7 separate regions of the Mus musculus genome follow, and all the other regions are linked to region 1. The links are chromatin contacts, called in public HiChIP or PLAC-seq, Micro-C and promoter capture Hi-C maps. All regions are on one chromosome and are shown on one strand. Each heading gives the region's core, a stretch centred on a gene start, on an enhancer-like site or on the middle of the called end of the contact. The rest is flanking DNA. Distances are from core to core; before and after follow the strand shown. Region 1 holds the start of Rcor3 (REST corepressor 3). Region 2 holds the start of Prox1 (prospero homeobox 1). Region 3 holds the start of Hsd11b1 (hydroxysteroid 11-beta dehydrogenase 1). Region 4 holds the start of Tatdn3 (TatD DNase domain containing 3). Region 5 holds the start of Traf3ip3 (TRAF3 interacting protein 3). Region 6 holds the start of Batf3 (basic leucine zipper transcription factor, ATF-like 3). Region 7 holds the start of Irf6 (interferon regulatory factor 6).

Region 1 (2,736 bases), core at 102-2,601:
GTGGTGGTGCAGCTCTTTACTCCCAGCACTCAGAAGACAGAGGCAAGCGGATCTCTGTGAGTTCCAGGACAGCCAGAAGTACACATAGAAATCCTGTCTCAAAAAATAAAACGGGAGGGGAGGTTGAGTTGTGGTTCAAAAATTAATGGACACATATAGAGCTAAAAATCAACTATTTCCAGTACCAGTACTGTTTCTCCACCCGGACAAAATACTCCCTCCTTTAGACAGATGACCGGCCTAATTCTTGTATCCCAGAGTTTTCTTGGCTGAATTCTTGAGTAGGTCTGTTATTTCTCAGTAACAGAATTCCAAAGAACAGTTTTAACCTTCAAGGTAATTTTACTGTTACCCCCAAATTCTGCAGGACACACATCTGTATATTAAGCAACTCCCCCCCCCCTTTACTCCTGAGACACAAATCGTCCTCCTTGCCCAGACAGTATGTCATAAGCAAATATCCTTAAATCTGGGGAAGAAATACAGTCCAGCCAATCTTCAACTGGGTGCAAACTGCCAGAAGGCAGCTGGCCTCACCTTTCTCTGCAGCAGCAGCACCTCTCTGCAGAGCACTTCTCTCTCCACCCTCTCCAGAATTGCTCTGAGCCACCACCCCAGGCAGTGTCGACCCAGATAGCACTGGCCCGGGGAAGGTAGAGTTCGGTTATTTATTTCCCCACTCGTGGCATTCGCTTCTTAGACAGCAAAAGGGAAAGAGCCAAGTGGAAATACTGCCCTTTCAGTCCCTCTCGGACCTCACAGCAGAGAGGAGCTGCCTCGCCAGGTCTTTAGGGCCGGTCTCATTCCGGAGTGAACCGATCCTGCCTCCAACCGGAGGACCCAGCTCCTACCCCGGGGCGCACCTCGCGGGAGCAGCTCCTGTCTGAGGCCGCCAACCCCTGCCCGCGTCACCGGAGCTGCTCCGGTCCAAGGCCGCCATCCTCATAGCTCCTGTCAAAGGCCGCCATCCCCGCCGCTCCTCACCGGAGCAGCTCCTGAGACCGCCATCCCGGGTTCCCGGTCACGGGAGCAGCTCCCGCCCCGCGGCCCCGCCTCAGCAGGCCAAATTCCTTCAGCTGAGACAGGGCAGAGGCCGCCTCCCCGCCCTCCATGCCGCCTCCGGGGCCTCCACATCGTCTCCCGGCCCTCGAGCGCCCGGGAACCGGCCGGCTGGGGACGCGCGGGGTCCCGGCCCTCTGGTCTCTCCGCCCCGCGGCCGGAACCTCCCTAGGGCGGAGTGATCGCGGCCGCCCAGTGAGGAGCGCGCGGCCACGAGGGGCGCTCGGCCGGGTGGCACGGCGCGGGGCGGCGGCGGCGGGGGAGGGGAGGGAGGCGGGGCCGGGGCGGGCCGGTGTGGGGCGACTGCGCTACGGCTCGACCGGGGCGGTGATGGCGGCTCCATATTAACACCTCCTCCTCCTCCTCCGCGCTCCCGCCCGCGCCCGCCAGCCGTCTCCCCCTTCCCTGACGCCACCTCTCCCCCTCCTCTACCATGCCCGGCATGATGGAGAAAGGGCCCGAGTTACTGGGGAAGAGCCGATCGGCCAACGGCGGCGCCAAGAGCCCGGCGGGAGGCGGCGGCTCCTCGGCCAACGGCGGGCTGCACTTCTCGGAGCCCGAGAGCGGCTGCAGCAGCGACGACGAGCACGGGGGTACCTCGCCGCGCTCCCCGCCCCCGCCCGTCCGCCCGGCCCCCTTCCCCGCGCCCTCCTCCCCCTCGGAGCCGAGCCGCGGCCGCCGGAACTCCCGGTGCCGCCGCAGCCCGCGACCCGCGCCTCCCCGCCCCCACCCGGCCACGGCCTCGCCCGCGCTCCCGCGGCTGGAGAGTCTCTGCCTTGCCCTTCCCCTCTCCTCTCCTTATTTATTACCATTTTACCATATATCTTGGCATTGCTTTGCAGATGTTGGGATGAGAGTCGGAGCTGAATACCAAGCTCGGATCCCTGAATTCGATCCAGGTAGATATATTTGCTCACAGGAAAACCCCATCTCTCTCTCTCTTTTTTTTTCCCCCAGGCTTGCTCTGGGGTGGCCGGCGTCGGGATGGGAGGGAGTTACGTGGTGTTGAGTGTGGGGCGCACCAGGAGAGGCCAGGGCAGGGCAGGGCAGGGCAGGGCATCGCGGGCGGGGAGGCTGGCAGGCTCGGCTGGGCAGTGACACAGGGCGTGGGGGTAGATGTGTGCATGGCAAGGTGAACATGGTTCCCTCCCGCGGCACTTGCACGCTGGTGGCTTCGCACGGAGGTCGCGGGTCCGAGGCCCGGGGCGTGGGGACTGCAAAACCAAGGGCTGCAGGAGAGGGCGTGCGATCTGTGTGTGCATGAACCTACCCCAGGTCAGATGCCACTCCGACCCGCCCTGGGAACCCGGGGCTCAGCCAGGCTCCGCAGGGCCACGCTTGGCAACCGCCTGCTGTCATTAGCCCGAGCCAAGGGCGAGCCCTGCGACCCCGGCGCACACGGGATCCTGGTTTTTCTTTCTGCCGAGGCGGTGTGGACCTGGGCGGGGAAACGCCCGTGCCCGACACCGCCCCGGTCGCCCCCAACCCCTCCCCGCGCGCCGACCCAGCCCGGGGAAGCCAGACCACAGGACAGCGGCAGCAGCTGCCAAGGAGACATTTTCTCCGGAACAGCCAGGTTCCAGCGCCCTCCGCCAGCGCAGCTTGCGGGCTCCCTCTCTACTTTTCTCCAAACAGGCTCCCCGGCTGTCACGGGATGTCAGGCTGCTCAGGGATTGG
Region 2 (2,736 bases), core at 113-2,612, 2.0 Mb after region 1:
CTGCCAAAAGTTTCCCACAGGGCACACACTTCAGACATACACACTGACACCGTTGTTCGACTCACAGGGGATTAATATCCTCTCCCATTCTGATAAATCGGAGAAGGTCCTAGAGTGTGCGCGGCAGACGATGGCGGCGGGTCTGCTGGTGTACTCGCATCTTATAAATACCCTGTCACAACACGTTTCAACCTTTGATCTGATTGAATTGGAGGGACTCAGAAAAAATTCTTGTCCCCACAGCACCTTTTGTAAAAGTCTCTAATCTCCTAGGTATGAACATTTAAAGTGCTTCTCAGCTCTTGAGGCTCGGGGTTTATGGAGTGTTTATGTCCACACTGCCTCTTTAGTAAGCGCTGCTGTTAACTGTGCCCAGGGAGAGGACCATTCAAGCTGAGGCTGGAGGCTCTTCAGCATTTGTCAAGGAAAGCCAAGGCCCTCTTTAAGAGCCACGTTATCTGAAGAAACCTTGCTGCTAATTTTCACCCAAGATGTCAAACCAACGTGTGTTTTATGTGGCTTTAAGTATTAGAGTCTGAGATGTCTTGCCCAATAAACTTTTAAGTTTGTCATTCAGACTTCGAAATCATGTGAATCCTATATCGAACTAGTTTCTTTGGCCATGTAGGGATGTGCGAACTGGAGAAGGGTGGCCAGAAACGATGTTTATAGCATATGTGGTCACTATGCCTACAATTGAAATAATACTTTTAAAGGTAATCGGGGGCGAATTCCTATAAATTCTGAGGTCTGATTGACTGGGACTCAGCCAGTGCGGGTAGAGGTTTTTAATATCAGACTTAGCGGCCCCAGTGTGAAATCTCTGGCACTTATTTATTTTTTAAAACCTAAGCCTACCTGTGTTTGCTCATCCTCTTTAAAAGGAAACTAGGGTGACTGGTCCTATTGATACTATCTATGATCATTTCCAAAGCAGAACGAGTTGTGCCCCCCCCCCACAACATTCCGCCCTTTATGCCACCCCGACCCTTAAAATATCCACTTTTTTTTATCCTGTATACTTTTCCGAGCCTTCCTCCATCCCAGTCTGGGGAGTGCTCCCGGCCGCTGGGAGAACTCCATCATCTGTGTCAGTGAAATGGAAAAAAAAAAAAAAAAAAAAAAAAGACCTGCGTCCTGGAAGAGCAAGTGTGAGCCGGGCGCCGCGGTGCACAACGCCCGCAGATGGCTCGCGGCGGCCGGGGCGCGGCGATCCAGGCGCCCCAAGCAGTGGCAGGGCGGGGTGGGGGCCGGGGCTGGTGGCCCGGGCGGGGGAGCGCTGGGCCCCCCTCTCCTCCTCTCTCCCCAGCCCCTCACCCCCACCCCTTTTATATATATGTATATTTTTTTCCTCACAAGTTCTCTTGCCTCGCTATCCCCCCTTGAATCCGAAGGCGCCTCGCGATTGGGTGCTGGGACCGGGTACGTCAGTGGGACTGTGACGTGCAGTCTTCCTGTTTCCTTCAGCTGTGTCTTAAAGTAAATCTTGTTGTGGAGCGGAGCCCTCAGCTGAGAGAGCGCTGGGAAAGCGACGGCCACTGCAGCCGGGGAAGCCGCGCGGCGCACACAAGCCTCTCCGCCGTGCCCGCTGCTCCTCGGGCCACCGCTCCGCGCTCCAGCCCTCGCCGCCTTCTCCGCTCTCTCTCCCCTTCTTTCCCCGGGCTCCCGGCTCTGCCCTGCGCGCCTCTCCCCTCCCCTCCCTCCTTTCTCCCCTCGCCTCTCAGCACTCGCCCAGATCACTCGCTCCCGCACAGACTCACCGACCCCTGGGCCAATTATCACCAGTAAGACATCACCGCGTGCGCGCGTGGGTTTCTTCTCTGCCCGCAAGAGAAGAAGAGAGGGGGAGAGAGAGAGAGAGTGAAAAGAAAGAGAGAGAGAAAGAGAGAGAGTGGCTGCGCCCCGCTGCTGCCCGCACCGCGTAAGTATCTTCACCCGGTTGCTGTCCCCTCCCCTTTTCCAGAATCGCTCGCACTGGCTCGTTCTTGAATGGGAAAGAGAGAGAAGAGCCTCCCGTTACTCACACCCGTGTAAACATTCTTTTTCCAAGGGGGAAAATGGTGTTATTTACATGAATCGTGATCAAATAGCCTCTAAAAACAGTTTTCTAAGCAGGAGGCTCAGTGGAACTCCGAGCTCCGCTCCTCCCAGTAAACGAAGAGTAAGTGACCTGCTTGGCTTTTATTTCTTTCTCGCGCCTGCCGGTGACTGGGATGATGGTGGCGATGGGGGGAGGCTGGTGTTGCTGGACTTGTCGCTGATCTTGTCACCTTTTGTGTACTGTGTCTGGGATGCGCTGAGGCTCTGGCTTTCTTTTATTTTGTATTATTTTTATTTCTTTATTTTTCTTGCACTCTTTTCAGGGGAGGGGGCCGCGAGGGGGATGAGTCCCTTTTGGTTGTTGTTCTTCTAGATTTTTTTTTTCTTGCAATCTTCCCAGCTTCTTCTTTTTCTTCTCCGGGAGTTGAAACTCCAGGGCCTGTCCCCGAGTCCTTCTCCCTTTGTCTTGTTTATTCTAGCTGCCTTTCTTCCCGGCTTTCCCTATTTGCTTGCTGTTTGCATACCTTTCACTTCTCCTTTTTTAACCCGGGGCAGAGGGCCGGCCGTGGGGAAGAGGGCGGGGAGGAGGGGGCGCCCGGTGACTTTCCTCTGTGTGCTCAGCGCCGGGAGCTTGCACCCAGCTCTGCAACAGAGGAGAGACGAGTTGGGGGACGGTCCGGTACGGAGGAGCGAGCG
Region 3 (2,736 bases), core at 100-2,599, 1.1 Mb before region 1:
GCTTCTCTACATGCTCTGCAGTTACTCACAGTTCAGGATTGGCTTTGTTCTGGGTGATTTTCATGACACGGGTGGCAAGTTTTAAGCTGAAAAACTTAACTGTGGTGTGTCTTTAACTCTTTGAGGATTATTCTTTAATAAAATCTTGCTACACATAAAAGAAGGTGATTATTTCTGCCTTGTCATAACGACACATTTTTAATTGCTAGAGTGTCTCTTGTCTTGATGCTCCTGTTGGATCGTTTTTTACCTGGGACTTGGATGCTCTATGCTAGTTTTACTTCAAGTACATCCCTTGGAACTTTATGGCAACAGGTATGGAATCCCAACTCTTTGGGAGGCTGAGGCAGGAGGATCGCAAGTCTGAGGCTACAGAGCAAGTTCCAGGCAAGCCTGATCAACTTAACTGAGACCCAGACTCAAAGTAGAGGTCAAAAGGTTAGCACTGCAGCTTATGAGCGAGCAGTGTGGCTATAGCCAAAGATGGTCTAGATCTTCTAGTCTGGCCTCCTTTTCTCAGCATCCTCTTCTGTTCCTCGCTGCTCCACAGCATTTGCATAACCCAGTTTAACAACCTGCTGCCTTTCTTCCCGTTTTGGGGCCCATTGTTCCTTCTTCATTCTCTGTTAAAGTAATAAGGGTGAGCTCCCTTGCACTTGCCTGAGAGTCTTGAACTGAGCTTGGGTTTCCCGCCATCTGGGTCTGGCTGGGTTGCAACTTCTCTTTGATGTTGTAATGCTTTTTCATTGAACTGGAGTGTGGGGCTTATATGGCTTGTTTGCTTTATTCTTTTTTCTCCTAAGACATGCACATTTTTTTTCCCTTGAGCTTATTTTGCTGTTTTGTGTTCTTATTTTTAATTGCTTCTGACTGGGGAGTGGGGCCAAGGGTGAGATTTGGCTTGAGTTTAGCTCTATTTGATATCATTCATATTTCCCCAAAGCCCCACATGCTCAGGGGTTCTTAGGTGCTGTTTCTCTCTGTGTGTATCTCTGTCTCTGTCTCTCTTTCTCTCCCTCCCTCCCTCTCTTTCTCCCTTCCTCCTTCCCTCCCTTGCTCTGCCCTCTCCCCCTCCCTCCCTGACAAGCCATTCTTGCAAGGCCATTCTGCCGTGTGCAAAGGATGTCGCAGTAGGAGATGCTCAGGAACCCAGCCCTGCACAGTCATGAGCCTGGCCATCTGGAAGTTGCCTCTTACTCAATGAAATGGAGTAAACATTGTCCATTATGAAATCCACCACGCAGGCTGCCAGGGACGAATGGGATCCCACCCAAAGCCAATCGTTGCTCTGACAGGGAAGTTGGCTAGTGCTGCCTGAGACTACTCCAGCCTCCCCCGTCCCTGATGTCACAATTCAGAGGCTGCTGCCTGCCTGGGAGGTTGTAGAAAGCTCTGCAGGTTTTCTTCGTGTGTCCTACAGGGCGCCCTGAGCCAGGTCCCTGTTTGATGGCAGTTATGAAAAATTACCTCCTCCCGATCCTGGTGCTCTTCCTGGCCTACTACTACTATTCTACAAATGAAGAGTTCAGACCAGGTGAGTACCACTGTGTCTCATTTGGAGAAACAGGCTTAAAACACAGAGGTGCTGGAATGTTCCTAAAGTTCTAGCTGTGTTCTTGATCCCTACATCACTGATTCAAACCCTAATGTTGAATCTGTAACCCTGTATCCTCCAGCCACAGACTGTGGGCAGGAGAGGACTGGGAGGGGGTGAGCCTTACAGCCAAGGAGGTCATGCTTTGCTGGACCTACAGCATGGAAAGTGATGTCAGATCTACAGAAGGGAAGGTAGTACCCAGACACAGGGCTCATCCAGATAGCTGTGTTCCATGGAGATACTGATAGCCGAGAATCAAAAAAAAAAAAAAAAAGGGTTATGAAGTTGATGACTAAGTAGATGGGCTGAAATCTCTGTGAACACATTTTGTGATGCTCTTTTAAATTCCCTTTCAAGTTAGCAAAATTAGATTATGACAAAAGGGTTGAACTTGGGTACTTTCACCAAACTCTGACCTCTCTGGCCTTGTCTCTATGATCTCTGCGTGTGGAGATTTTTAGAAATGATAGCAGGATGGCTCGGCTCTGGACATCCAGGCCAAACCCATGTTTGAGAGCCTGTTTATGAATAACCGCAAGTGCAGCTTCAGTGGTTACAGCATGAGATAAAATGATCTGGGCTCACAACCTCTAAGTATGGAAAGCAAGACAAGGCTTTGGGGACACTCACGGCTTCTGTGGTTCCCCAGAAATGCTCCAGGGAAAGAAAGTGATTGTCACTGGGGCCAGCAAAGGGATTGGAAGAGAAATGGCATATCATCTGTCAAAAATGGGAGCCCATGTGGTATTGACTGCCAGGTCGGAGGAAGGTCTCCAGAAGGTGAGTGTTCTGTGTCCCCCTTATAGTCTCACACTTAATGTACAAAGTCTTGCCCCCCCACCCAATACACACACACACACACACACACACACACACACACACTTGCATGTGTTTGGTGTTGGTAGCCACAGAGTTCTTTGACTGTGTATGTTCATAGTTGTACCTGTTCATACACATTGCCCTTGTGCAGATACATGTATTCAGAGACTGGGGTTCCTGTATCTGCTCATGCATTTATTTATGTTGGCATGCCCCATAGTCTCACAAGTTTGAGAGCCCTAGGTCATACAACACTCAAACTCCGATCTACCCACATAGAAACAAGCACCCACACCCACAATGCATTTGGAAACATTTGT
Region 4 (2,736 bases), core at 120-2,619, 1.1 Mb after region 1:
AGCTACTATTCCCAAAACTGGGGTATAAAACTACAATCCAAGGAAGGTTTCTTCATTATTCTTTCCCTTAACCACTGTTGTTTTAGTTTTTGATGCTGACAACCTCTATATTTACTCTGCACTCTTGTCATTGGTCATGAATGTGCTGTTACAAGCTTGAAACTTTCCCCTACATATAGGCTGTTTATCTGCTTGAGTTAGCAGTCCTTCGATCTCTAGTGTCTTTTCCCAGAAACCATCATATTCAGGGGTACACAAAATATAGGAGAAATAAGTGTGTTCTAAGGGTTTATGGGTGCCGGGGGAGCAACAGGATGCACAGGTTCTACGTAGCCCTGGCTTGTCTGGAACTCACGGCGTGGACCAGACTAGTCTCGAACTCACAGAGATTTGCATGCCCCTGCCTTCCGAGTACTTGGCATACACTGTCATGACCAGCTCAACTAGAACTTGGTAAAATTTAACACCAAGACAGCTTCTTCATCTATTTTCAACTTAAAAAGAAAATGTTTTCTCCCCGAATCCACACGATGTTATAAAAACAAACAAAAACAATAACAATGACCAAAAACCTAGCCAGATGACTGACTTCAAGGATTATCATTTCCTGGAGAATTCCTCATACCAACCAGCAAAGTTGCGCTGGCCCACAGGAGAGCGACTTTGTCTTTACTGCGCACTTAACTACCAAAAGAAATGTTTTGTAAAACACAAGATTTGAAAGCTTGCTATGAAAGCAAAATGTGATGCCTTGTTTATACGTATAGCGCTGTACATGTTCAAGAATATGGGTACACTTAATACCGCCTGCTTCTTAAGATTACATACGTGTTCGCCCTGTATGTTCCTGACAGGAAGCAGCACCCAGGCGGCACTAGCATCTAGTTGCCTTCCCTGGCATTTCCCAAGCCAGTCTTGGGCATCGTTCCATCTGCGAAGGCCTGACATGGGCCCCGAGCCAGAGCCAGGATGCGCTGGGTGAGGACCGGGAAAGAGGGGTCCGTACCCACTGTGCGTCCCGCAGCGCGAGCTCGCGGACGTCCTCCGGCAGCACGGCCCCGAGCTCCTGCACGAAGCGACCGCACATCTCCATCACTTCCATCACCGCCCTCTTCAAGGTGCAGCGCACTCGGAAGTCCTCTAGGGGAGAGTCTGCTGCCGTGGCCTGAGGGTCTGAGGCGGCCTGGGCATCGTGGTCCTGCGGGGCGGAGACGAGCACTGTTTCAGAGACAGCCGCCATCTTCCCGGTTTAAACTAAGGCGGGAATCGCTGAGACCGGAAGGATGCTTCCCTCCCTGGAACGCTCCTGCACGCGTCCGACTGGAAACCCGATCCGCCGCCGCCGCAAGGTTCCGCCTCGGGTTCCGCGGCCCCAGAGTTCCGCCGCCTGGCTTGCAGTCGAGAAGCCTGCAGGAGTAGCTATGGGTTTGGGGTTAGTGGACTGTCACTGCCATCTCTCCGCCTCGGACTTTGACAACGTATGTGAGGGGGACTTGGGGCTTGCGGGAGTCGGGAGGGCCGTGTCTCCTTTCCCGCAAGTTTTTCTCCCCCAAATCCTCAGACCGTACCTAGTCTATGGCGACCCTTTCGAACCAGCGTCCTGGAACTGACATTCCTCATCTTACACGGCGGTTAACTATTTCTATGAAGCTTTAGTTTGTCGTCTCAACACCCCTTTCTCCTACCACTCTTGAGGTGTGCTGATCCATCCAAGCCCTTAGCAGAGGTTCTAGTTCTGGCCCGGCAGAGGGACAAACAAAAATAATAACACTTGATGGAGTGAATGTGTAGGGATGGAAATAGGTTTTACCGGCTACATTGGGGAAAGTGAAGAGGAAGGAGAAGTAGGTGCCTTTTTCTTAGGAGGTGACGCTTAGGGTGTGAGTGTATGGTAGTGATGAACACCGGCAGGTTGTAGACCTCCCATACATTATAGAATTTGATCTGTTTTAGTTAACCAGCAGCTGGAAACACTTAATAAAGGAGAAATTTCCAGGAGCTGGGAAGGGTAGGTCAAGGTCAGTAAGACATTTGGATTGCATTAGATGCACAGTCTTAACCCTTAAAAGTTTAAAAACAAACCCATTTTAAATATATATAGAGAGCGAATATTCTGAAGACAAATTTGCTGCTGAGTGGCAAAAAGGTGGAGGAGAGAAAGTGAGAGCATTTAGGAAACGTCTCAGTTTACAGACAAGAGCTGGTAGAAGCCAGTACAGTGAGAATATCATGAGAATACCATGTACTCAACAAATTTTAGGAATAACACCAACAGTACATGCATGCCTTGGATAAGAACAGCAAGGGGAGGAAGAAATCGAGCATGACTTAGATTTCAGTTTGTGCTTCCTGTAAGGAAGATGGTGATGGCCTTTGCTGAGACGAGAAAAGGTTTGGGATCAGAGTGGGCAGGTGGGCAGCTGGAAATCCTAGTGGGGGGATATTGGTTAAGTCTGATCTCATCCAAGTGGAAAGATTAGAATACATAATCATTTCAAATGTGAGTCGTGGGTCTTGGAGAGAGTAAAAACTCTGTAAGTTGGAGATTCAGCATGGTATCAAAAACCACGAGAAGGGGAGGATATAGCTTAGTGATAGAGATCTTACATAGTGTGGTCGAGGATGTTAAACAAACAAAGGAAAAAGGCAGAATCCCTTAAGGCAAGTGGAAAGAGAACAGAAGAGCTTGAAGTCACAAAAAGGACAGAGAATCAGTCAAGGAGACTGAAGAGTTAC
Region 5 (2,736 bases), core at 108-2,607, 1.1 Mb before region 1:
GATAGATAGATAGATACCACTAGTAGACTAATAAAAGTACCTGGAGCTTTATTCTAGAATAAATTACTTGGGCTGGTAATGCACTCATGTATTCATGCACCCATGCACTCATGCACTCATGTACCCATGTACTCATGAACCCATGCTATGTGACTTTGAACTTGCATTAACATTAGTCCCAGTAGCATGAGTATAGCACCCAAAGAGTACCCAGCCATAGATAAGAATTTGATCTCTGTATACATTTCTATATAGTTTTTAATAAAGTCCAAAAGGATCTATGGCAATTCTGATACAATCTCCTGTCTCCCTGTGTTCTCGGGTATTTCTCACCCTAGGAGCCTCCTTGGTCTGGGTTCTAGTATAAGAATCTGGCCTGCGTGCTTCCTTCCTGCCTACTTCTTGACTTTTTCTCTTAAGAGAATGAGGAAATAGCAGTCATGAAGAGGACTGTGATAAGTTCTCCATGTTAACAAAACTTATCCTAGCTACTTGAATATATCATTATCTGCCTCACACCTGCTTCATACCTGTCTCACACCTGCCTCACACCTGTCTCACACCTGCCTCACACATTTCGAACTGTATAGTCTCCATACTGAGTGGCTTGTTCAGAAGGTTGCAGAGCAGTCCTTGAACTTGTACAAACTCAGTTTCCTGTTTATCTATCCTGAGTTGCTCTGGGATTTCCCATTTGTAAGTTTCTTTTTAATGTATCAGTTCTCTTTAATTTTTCCCAAAATTTCTTAGTTCAATTCACTGGGATTTTTCAGATTCTTTTGGCTACCTGCCTTCTGCCCTCTAGCCCTCCATATTTCACCCCTCCACACTGCCTCATAAAGACATGAATCCAGGATGCCCTCAAGGATCTGGAACTCCACAAAACACACAGATCCTTCAGACCACAGGAGACTCTACCCAATGCCAGTATTGGGAAAAAGAGACTCCAAACAGCTAGATGGTATGAGAAACATCCCTCCTGGGTCTTACCACAGAAGTGGCAAGGTATAGATATGGCCCAGAATTCATCCCTGTGTAGTCCTAGAAAAACATTTTTTTTTAAACAGGGTTTCATGTAGCTCAGGCTAGCCTTGAACTCAATATGGATGATCTTGACCTCCTGGTCCTCCTGCCTCTACTTCCTGAATGCCGGGGTTTCAGGTCTGGCTTTTAATGCTGGGGGTGGAGTCTAGGGCTTTGTGCTTGCTAGGCAAGTAAGCACTCTACCTACCGAGCTACAGCACCAACCAGAGGAAGTGAATACTGGGCTGAAACTGCCAGAGAGCAGACCAATCAGGTAGTTGGAGAGTGGGTGCCTGGGTGGACTTCCTCACCAGCCCTGGAGGCCCCAAGAGTGCAGGGGCCCTCTCAAATTGCTAAGGGCAAGGAGAGGAACTGAGGTTTGTGAACACTGTGGCTTGTGTTTCCTGTTTCAGCATGCTGCTGTGCGAAAATAACGTCAGTATAAGAAGAAAATGGTGAGGGGGTTTAGAAACTTCTTCAGAAACTCGGCTTGACAGCTTCCCCAGCCTTCTGAGACCAGAGAGACCTAGAAAGAAAGGGCTGAAGGCTCTCCTGAGACACTTGAGACAGAACCTGGGACTTGAGGTAACTGTGGAGGAAGATGCTTTGGGATCTTGGTTTGGATCTGCTGACTTAGGGTGGGGCAGAATACGCTCTGCCATGCCAGCCTCCTGCGTAGCAGCAGGTGGTAGAATGTACTCGATGGGGCTTGTATGACAAAAAAACATCCTGTGCTAGAGACCTCAGGCAACCACAGGGTATGGCTCCCAGCTCTGCTCCGTCTGATGGCTTCGGTTAGGTGTGAGTTGCATGGCTTGGTGTTGGTGTGCTCTGCATCCATAACACAAATTAAATGACTTTTCCCAATCCCTTCAATGTAGGGATCCCTGTAACAGGCTCTTCAGCTCCCGCTGAGAACTCTGAACTAAGAAGGCCAGATTCGTGTAGGAAGCCACCCATCATCTCCTCTGCATACACAGCCAGGAGGTAGGTGCAAAACTGTGGCAAGTCAACATGTCTGTAGTTGAGGGGCAGTGTGCTGCTGTCTTCCTGTGCAGGAAGGAGAGCCTTCCCTAGCCAGTACTAGCCCTTCCTCCGAGCTCTAACTAGGCCCTTTCATGTTGGCCAGGGGTACCTCAGAAACTACAGAAATCCTGGGCAGTGGCCTTGTGACCTTTTTCTGAACTACAGGACCAGTTCCTTTTTTTCTATAGCCTGTCCCTGTCCATCAGACTTTCCATAGCCTACTTGCGTTAAAGCAAGCCAGGATGATCCCACCATCCTAGAAGGCTGTGTGGTTCCATACAGGTGTCACGCCACACCCCAGGAGGTGTAGAAGGCTATGGGTTTGGAGACACTCCTCTCTCTAGGGAGCCATTCCTATTGCAACTTCCTAAGCATTAAGACCTAATGATGCAGAGAGTAAAATAGCCATATTTCAGTGGCCCTACAGACAATAGATGGAGAACAGGAAGAGACATCCTCACAGACCTGTTCTCAACCCCTCAGACCTTTCTTCTTCCCGTCTGGAAGGTAGGGAACCTGGGAGCTCCCTCTGGTAAGTCCCACAGTGGGGAGCCTAAGCCCTCACACTTATAATGGCATCTCCTTTCTTCACCTACCTGTTCTTTGACTTCCTGTCTGACCTAATTGAGTTGATGATTACATCCAGACCACACAGAAGTGTTTTGTCCTTGTAACCCAAACTCAGAG
Region 6 (2,736 bases), core at 177-2,676, 1.0 Mb after region 1:
AGCTTAGTGGTAGGTGAGGCTCAGGGTGTAATCTGGAGCCACAGCAACAGCAAAACCCAGAGGCTGGCGTACAAACTCAGGGCTTCAGCCAGGAATCCCAGGCATAGATAAGAAGAGACAGCAGACCCAACACCTGCTCAGGAGAACACAGGTGTCAAAACGTGCCTTCCAGAAGTCCTCCCCCCACCCCCTTCTTCAACAGTTTCACGTAGTCTCCCTTCCCTTTCCTCCCTAGCTCTGGAATTGTACTCCTGCATCACTACACCCCAAAGGTCTTGATAAACACACCTGGAGCATCCAGGGGGACATGCCATATAAACGATGTAACTTCAGCTTTTACACCCTCACAAAGCCTTCCACCGTATATAATAACTAAGACCCTGCCCTGTACTCAGAACACTGCTGGGCTCTGCTGCCCAGAATCAAGCTGACCTGAGATTTGACCTCACTGGCTCTCCACTGGTGCTTGACAGGAAATAATGTCTCTATTCTCCAAAGCCAACAAGTCTCAGGGCAAGGGGCAGCATGCCTCCTGTCCTCTGGGAGCTGTCACATCACCTGCCACAGATGATCACACCTTCCCTCTGGGCAGGAATGACGAATGGAGACACAAATCACCCATCACTCACATGACCTCTGCAAACGTCCTCAGGAGATACAAAAAGAGTTCATCTTATAGATGGGGAAATTGAGGCTCCGCTAGTCGAAGCAAATAGTATAAGGCCACTCCAACTACTTGGCTCAGACTTCCAGGGTCATCCTGGGACATTACACTTCAAGCAGAGAGTTGGGAGTGTGTGTGGTGACTAAGAAAAATAAGACCTGATCTATTGATAAAGCAACCAGGTGGCCAAGAAGTGTTCCAACAGTGGCCTCTATTTGGTCTCAGCTTCTTGTGACTACAGCTTTGAAAGCTGGGACAACAGAGGGTGCTGATCATATTGGGGCGAGAAGTTTCCACCCGTGCTGGGGGTGGAGTCTGCCCATTAGAGACAAAACCCCACACCCACAAATTGACCGGTCCGACATTCCCCATGCGGATCTTGGCCAGTGGGTTGGATGCAGGGACGAACCGCCCCTTTGGGCTGAATTCATAATATCGGAGCTCCGGGCCCCCTCCCACCAGCGCCCACAGGAGTCAAGGATGAAACTGCCCACAGCAGCGCGGACCCACGTGTTCGGCGCCGAGTCTGGAGGGGCTGCCGCCTTCCCAAGCGCTTGAGGCGCACGGCGGGGGCGCACGGCGGGGGCGCACCTGGAGCTCTGCCCTCACCCTCACCCGGTCCTCACACCCGGCCCCCTTGTCCAATACCTGCGGCTGGTTCCCGGGCGCATCCACGCTTCTCTGCAGCACGCTGACCGCGGGGGGCCCTTGCGACATGCCGCGCGCTCGCCACACGGGGCGCCCTGAACGTGGGGCTCTGCTACCCGCGCTCCGCCCGCATCCCCGCACTTGCTGCCCCGCCCCGCCCCGCCGCTTCCCGCTCTCCGGGCTCCACGGTGCCCGCCTCCCCACCCCGTGTCCAGTCCCGGCCCGGCCCGGCCCCGCCCCCTACTCCCACCCCGCCCCTGCTTCCTCCTCCCCCCACCCTCTCGCCGCACCTCGGGGTCCAGGATCCCACCCAAGTCGCTGCTTTCCGCTAAGGGCCCCCGCTCTTCGTGGAAGTCACGTGGCAGCACCGAAGCCCACCCACGGAGAAGACCCCGAGTGGGTGGAGACGGGGTGCTGGCGCAGCGCCGCCGTGGACGGTCCTCCGGCCGCTCCTGGGAAGTTTGGGTGAGAAGCACCAGTGAGTGGCTCGGTGGCTTCAATGTCCCTTCGCAGCCTCCCTTAGCGCCCCAGCGCCGGTCACCGCCGATGGGGAGATTTCTTCCGGGCGAGGCGGCACCTGGACCGGTGGCGCCAGTGGGCAGGGACCGCAGCAGAGACCGTCCGCGCTATGGGGACAGCGGGAGCCTCAGGGCTTTTCCACTGCGGCGGCGTCTGGTCCAGTGGGAGGGAGGGGGCGAGGTGACTGGGAGGGCGAATTCTGATGGGGGGGGGCGGGGCGGGGGGAGCGGCAAAGAGAGGTTGTGAGTCGAAACCACGCTTGAAGTCCATCCTCACACATTCAAAGGTCTGGGCAGGCCATGCTAAGGTCCCATGGGCTAGCTGCATTTGCTTCTTCAAGATTAAGGTGATACCTACTAAAGGCTAAAATATATGGTTGCTATGTTTATGTCAGACTAGGTAGAGACGTATCTCATCCCTCTTCACCCGCCTGCCAGTTTTTAAAATATGAAGTCAAGATGACTGTGCCCAGCAAAGAAAAAAAGAAAAAACCCTAGCGGTTGCAGGTTTGTGGTTTGTGCATAGCATAGGAGAGGAAAGCTAACCACGAACTGGGGGACGGATGGGAACCAGACAAGAGTGGCCTTTCTCGTGTGCTCATTTTGGCCTACTGGCTTCTGGGCAGTGGGAGAGGTGACCTTTCTGAGTCCTCACCCCAGTGTGCATGGCTCTGTGCCAGAATTTAAGCCGTAAGTCTGGAGAGAGGAGCTTGTTTGAACCTGCCTGCGCGGCTTTAGGCACCAGTAGTGGTCATGTGTGCTAGTAGGTCACGGCATAGCCAGTGTCCACACATCACAGCAGAGCCTCTCCATGCTAATGGTTCCGCCCAAATTTTAGTTCTGACCCTCTTCTATCAACATGCATGCATGCTCCGGTGTGGGGGGAGGGGAGAAGGAGGGGAGAGA
Region 7 (2,736 bases), core at 162-2,661, 1.0 Mb before region 1:
AGGAAGCGATTAAAGACATCTAAATCAGACCTCTCTAAACCTTCAGGCCACTGAAACTGTGCCCTGCCATCTCCAGCTGCCACCACATGAAAATGAAAGGTCTGTTTTCTCTGACAGATAGGAACCATCCAGTGATAAGACCACCACCCACCTCCTCACTGTGAGCAGAGGGCAGGGGCACTTTCAGGCTCCTGGGGCACGAACTGTCCTCATTGTCTGTTCCAGGAGTGGATCCTAGACCTCAAGCTAGAAGGCTCTGGTGGTTTGGGCCAGGTCTCAAAGGCAGCTGTTGGGACTGCCCTAGTTTCCCATTCTTCCTGAATGGAACTGAAATGCCAGCTCCATGAATTTTCACCTTGCCTCGGAGTAAATGCTATTCTACTGCTCACATCCTCACACACCTCCTCCCTGTGGGTTTGGAGTTGGTGGATGACAAGGCCAAGCTGTAGGCCACTGTGCTGTCATGTGTGACACACAGATCTAACTAGCAACTTCACCAATCCCTGCCCAAGCACCTTCGCCCTCTCCCTTCCCTAGCTTCCATCTTGATACCCACCAAGAAAACAGGGAAGGCTGGTTACCACTTTATCACCGAGCGAAGCACGGCAGCCCAGGCCTCCCTTCCAGGCAGGTATGGGAGGCTTTCTGCTCTCCGCGCACCGCCTCCAGCCCCTTCAGGCCAGGAGGGCCTCACCCGGCAGAGCTGCCACGCCTGGCGCCACCCTCCCCAGCACCTAGCTTGGCTACCTGGAACTCCACAGACATCTCCCAGGCCCAGTGTGAGCGGCCTTGACTGTGTTAAGACACTCGGAAAAAGGAAAACAAATCCGACCAAACCCTAGGTCATCCTCATCCCGATTTTCCCTAAACAGCCACTAGAACCCAGGGCCTCGGGGCCTGGGAAGTCCCCGCTGGGACAGAGGAGCCAGCCTCAGAGTAAGCTAGTTAAAACCGGAGAGGCTAGGGTGGAAGGGATTCCTTCCTTCCATCCGATGGTGGAGCAGGCGGAGCAGAAACAAGCTCTTTCTGCGGGAGGGGATCAGAAGGGGCCCGGTGCCGTCCCAAAACTACTTGAAGAAGGGTGCCCAGCGCCCAGCACCCAGACTGGTGCGGGACACGGAACCCAAGCCGGCTCCCCCGCCCACATCAACTCCAATGGGCCCGGCTCCACCCGTCAGGTGTCTGTCCTCCCTCAGGTGGCTTGCCAACGCCGGCGTCCCCACCTGGCCTCAGTCCGTGCTCAGGAGCAGGTGCACAAGAGTTCACACCGCCGCAGCACAGGAGCTCCCCCGACGGCTAGGTGCGGCTGGGAACCGCGGGCTCCTCTGCGGCCGGCACAGGCCCGCACCTGCCCACCTCGGTGCCCAGTGCTCAGAGCCTAGCCCTGGATGCCACAGCCCCTGCACGGTCTGGTCACGCCCTCCAGGTGTGGCCACATCCCCCGGAGTTCAGGATTGGTGCATTGCGAGAAATCTGATCCTCTGCGTTCCTGGGCCGCCGGCCCCGCCCTGCCTCTTCGTCACCCTACGCCCCTGCCACCGAGGGAGCGGTCCCTGTGTGGGCCTCACCCTGCGGGTGTCCGATCGTCCTGGGGACTTTGGGGGGGAGGGTTCTAGGAGTTCACGTCGAAATAGAAGAGCGTCGCCCCTCCCGTAGTGACCCTGCACAAGTGAGGGTTCTGAGACTGGGCCCCAGAACTAGCACGAGGACCTGCGTAGGTGGACTTGGCTTTGAGAAGCTACTCCAGGACTTGTCAATGCACCTTCCAGGACTGCCCGTGGACCCCGTGTTCTACCTTAAGTTCTATCTATTCAAAGGCGACCGCAATTTTCACTTTTTCCATTCTCCATGAAGTGCTAGTTGAAAGCACAGACCCTGGAGCCAGTTGTGGCGTTCAAACCCCCACCCCACCTCGCCCCTGTCTTTATCGGACACTAGAGACCTAAGAAAGTTTTCTCAGCAACCTGAGCTTCCGTTTCTTTTCTGTAGAGTGGGATTTCTAAATCGCCTGCCTGGTAGATTATGTGGGCATTCAATATGTGTCTATAAAGTACATAGCACGTTTGGTTATTATTGAAGTGAGGGTAGAATATCCCACAATACCTTGCAGAGTAAGAGTCTTTTCTGCCACCTGGAGTTCATGTCCTGTGTGCCTGACAAGTGCCACCCACCTGCCCTATCCATTGATCAACTATGAAAGCAGCGTCCAGGCAGTGAGGCAAACCCTTCACCACCAAACGCCGCTGAAACAAGGAGATGGAACATGGGCAAGGCACTTAGGAGGAAGACTGAGGGTGTAGCTCCTTTTTAGAGTGTTTCCCTAGTATATCAAGGCCCTGGGTGAGAACCTCCCCACTGTCCTAAGAATAACAGCAATGAAAGGCGTCCACCACTCAGGAGACTGAGGTGGGAAGACCAAGCCTTCCTAACCTAATACTGTATAGAGTGAAGTTAGTATTAGTTGTCATCTAGACAGCCAGAGGACAGCCCTCTGGACAATGGGGGTGGGGGTGGGATGGGGTTGTATTGATTAAGGTTAGCCTCTGAGAATGTCTTCGAGGGATTGTCTTGATTAAACTAATTGATGTGGGAAGGCCCATCTTAATTGTAAGCAGAATCATTCACTGAGCAAAAAGTGGAGAAGCTAAGCCAAGCTTTAGCGTGTGTGAATCTCTGTTCCCAGCTAAGGAAACTTGAAGCTCCTGAATATTGAAGCCCCAGGATTGACAGGCTGTG

What was found. Promoter capture Hi-C pulls out the DNA fragments that hold promoters and counts their contacts. Hi-C and Micro-C count contacts between places; a contact is called where the count stands out from the background. HiChIP or PLAC-seq counts read pairs in DNA pulled down with a chosen protein or histone mark.
Region 2: a contact with region 1 is called in a Micro-C map of embryonic stem cells, with 3 times the contacts expected there. The contact joins the promoter of Prox1 here to the promoter of Rcor3 in region 1. A contact is called at or near these places in 2 of 484 Hi-C or Micro-C datasets (both in embryonic stem cells) and 1 of 115 datasets of contacts at active chromatin or transcription factors (embryonic stem cells).
Region 3: an H3K4me3 HiChIP or PLAC-seq map of bone marrow-derived macrophages shows a contact between it and region 1, with 3 times the contacts expected there. The contact joins the promoter of Hsd11b1 here to the promoter of Rcor3 in region 1. A contact is called at or near these places in 1 of 39 promoter capture datasets (liver) and 1 of 115 datasets of contacts at active chromatin or transcription factors (bone marrow-derived macrophages).
Region 4: a contact with region 1 is called in a promoter capture Hi-C map of erythroid cells, with 7 times the contacts expected there. The contact joins the promoter of Tatdn3 here to the promoter of Rcor3 in region 1. A contact is called at or near these places in 5 of 39 promoter capture datasets (embryonic stem cells, erythroid cells, hematopoietic stem and progenitor cells and 2 more), 2 of 484 Hi-C or Micro-C datasets (LSK cells and embryonic stem cells) and 2 of 115 datasets of contacts at active chromatin or transcription factors (the SCID.adh cell line and large pre-B cells).
Region 5: an H3K4me3 HiChIP or PLAC-seq map of the SCID.adh cell line shows a contact between it and region 1, with 12 read pairs. The contact joins the promoter of Traf3ip3 here to the promoter of Rcor3 in region 1. A contact is called at or near these places in 1 of 39 promoter capture datasets (the C10 cell line) and 6 of 115 datasets of contacts at active chromatin or transcription factors (the SCID.adh cell line, bone marrow-derived dendritic cells, bone marrow-derived macrophages and 2 more).
Region 6: an H3K27ac HiChIP or PLAC-seq map of trophoblast stem cells shows a contact between it and region 1, with 7 times the contacts expected there. The contact joins the promoter of Batf3 here to the promoter of Rcor3 in region 1. A contact is called at or near these places in 2 of 115 datasets of contacts at active chromatin or transcription factors (large pre-B cells and trophoblast stem cells).
Region 7: a contact with region 1 is called in a Micro-C map of embryonic stem cells, with 5 times the contacts expected there. The contact joins the promoter of Irf6 here to the promoter of Rcor3 in region 1. A contact is called at or near these places in 15 of 39 promoter capture datasets (the 3T3-L1 cell line, the C10 cell line, HPC-7-derived erythroid cells and 10 more), 3 of 484 Hi-C or Micro-C datasets (the G1E-ER4 cell line, the HPC-7 cell line and embryonic stem cells), 7 of 115 datasets of contacts at active chromatin or transcription factors (the 230-238 cell line, bone marrow-derived macrophages, embryonic stem cells and 2 more) and 1 of 9 other capture datasets (pancreatic islet).

The regions. Positions count from the first base shown.
Region 1 is chr1:192,136,655-192,139,390 of GRCm38.p6, reverse strand. Rcor3 (REST corepressor 3) reads left to right here and starts at 1,351. Exons shown (of 12, transcript NM_001346740.1): 1 at 1,351-1,652; 2 at 1,902-1,958. The coding sequence starts at 1,493. It overlaps Gm10516 (predicted gene 10516), which reads right to left and starts at 2,493. Exons shown (of 4, transcript NR_033536.1): 1 at 2,330-2,493.
Region 2 is chr1:190,169,453-190,172,188 of GRCm38.p6, reverse strand. Prox1 (prospero homeobox 1) reads left to right here and starts at 1,362. Exons shown (of 5, transcript NM_008937.3): 1 at 1,362-1,921. It overlaps Prox1os (prospero homeobox 1, opposite strand), which reads right to left and starts at 1,893. Exons shown (of 2, transcript NR_151620.1): 1 at 1,761-1,893.
Region 3 is chr1:193,240,973-193,243,708 of GRCm38.p6, reverse strand. Hsd11b1 (hydroxysteroid 11-beta dehydrogenase 1) reads left to right here and starts at 1,349. Exons shown (of 6, transcript NM_001044751.1): 1 at 1,349-1,534; 2 at 2,247-2,377. The coding sequence starts at 1,447.
Region 4 is chr1:191,061,543-191,064,278 of GRCm38.p6, reverse strand. It overlaps Tatdn3 (TatD DNase domain containing 3), which reads left to right and starts at 1,369. Exons shown (of 10, transcript NM_001357166.1): 1 at 1,369-1,478. The coding sequence starts at 1,422. It overlaps Nsl1 (NSL1, MIS12 kinetochore complex component), which reads right to left and starts at 1,258. Exons shown (of 6, transcript NM_198654.3): 1 at 1,007-1,258. The coding sequence starts at 1,240.
Region 5 is chr1:193,200,167-193,202,902 of GRCm38.p6, reverse strand. It overlaps Traf3ip3 (TRAF3 interacting protein 3), which reads left to right and starts at 1,357. Exons shown (of 16, transcript NM_153137.4): 1 at 1,357-1,608; 2 at 1,905-2,010.
Region 6 is chr1:191,097,104-191,099,839 of GRCm38.p6, reverse strand. Batf3 (basic leucine zipper transcription factor, ATF-like 3) reads right to left here and starts at 1,426. Exons shown (of 3, transcript NM_030060.2): 1 at 1,313-1,426. The coding sequence starts at 1,381.
Region 7 is chr1:193,151,787-193,154,522 of GRCm38.p6, reverse strand. It overlaps Irf6 (interferon regulatory factor 6), which reads right to left and starts at 1,411. Exons shown (of 8, transcript NM_016851.2): 1 at 1,224-1,411.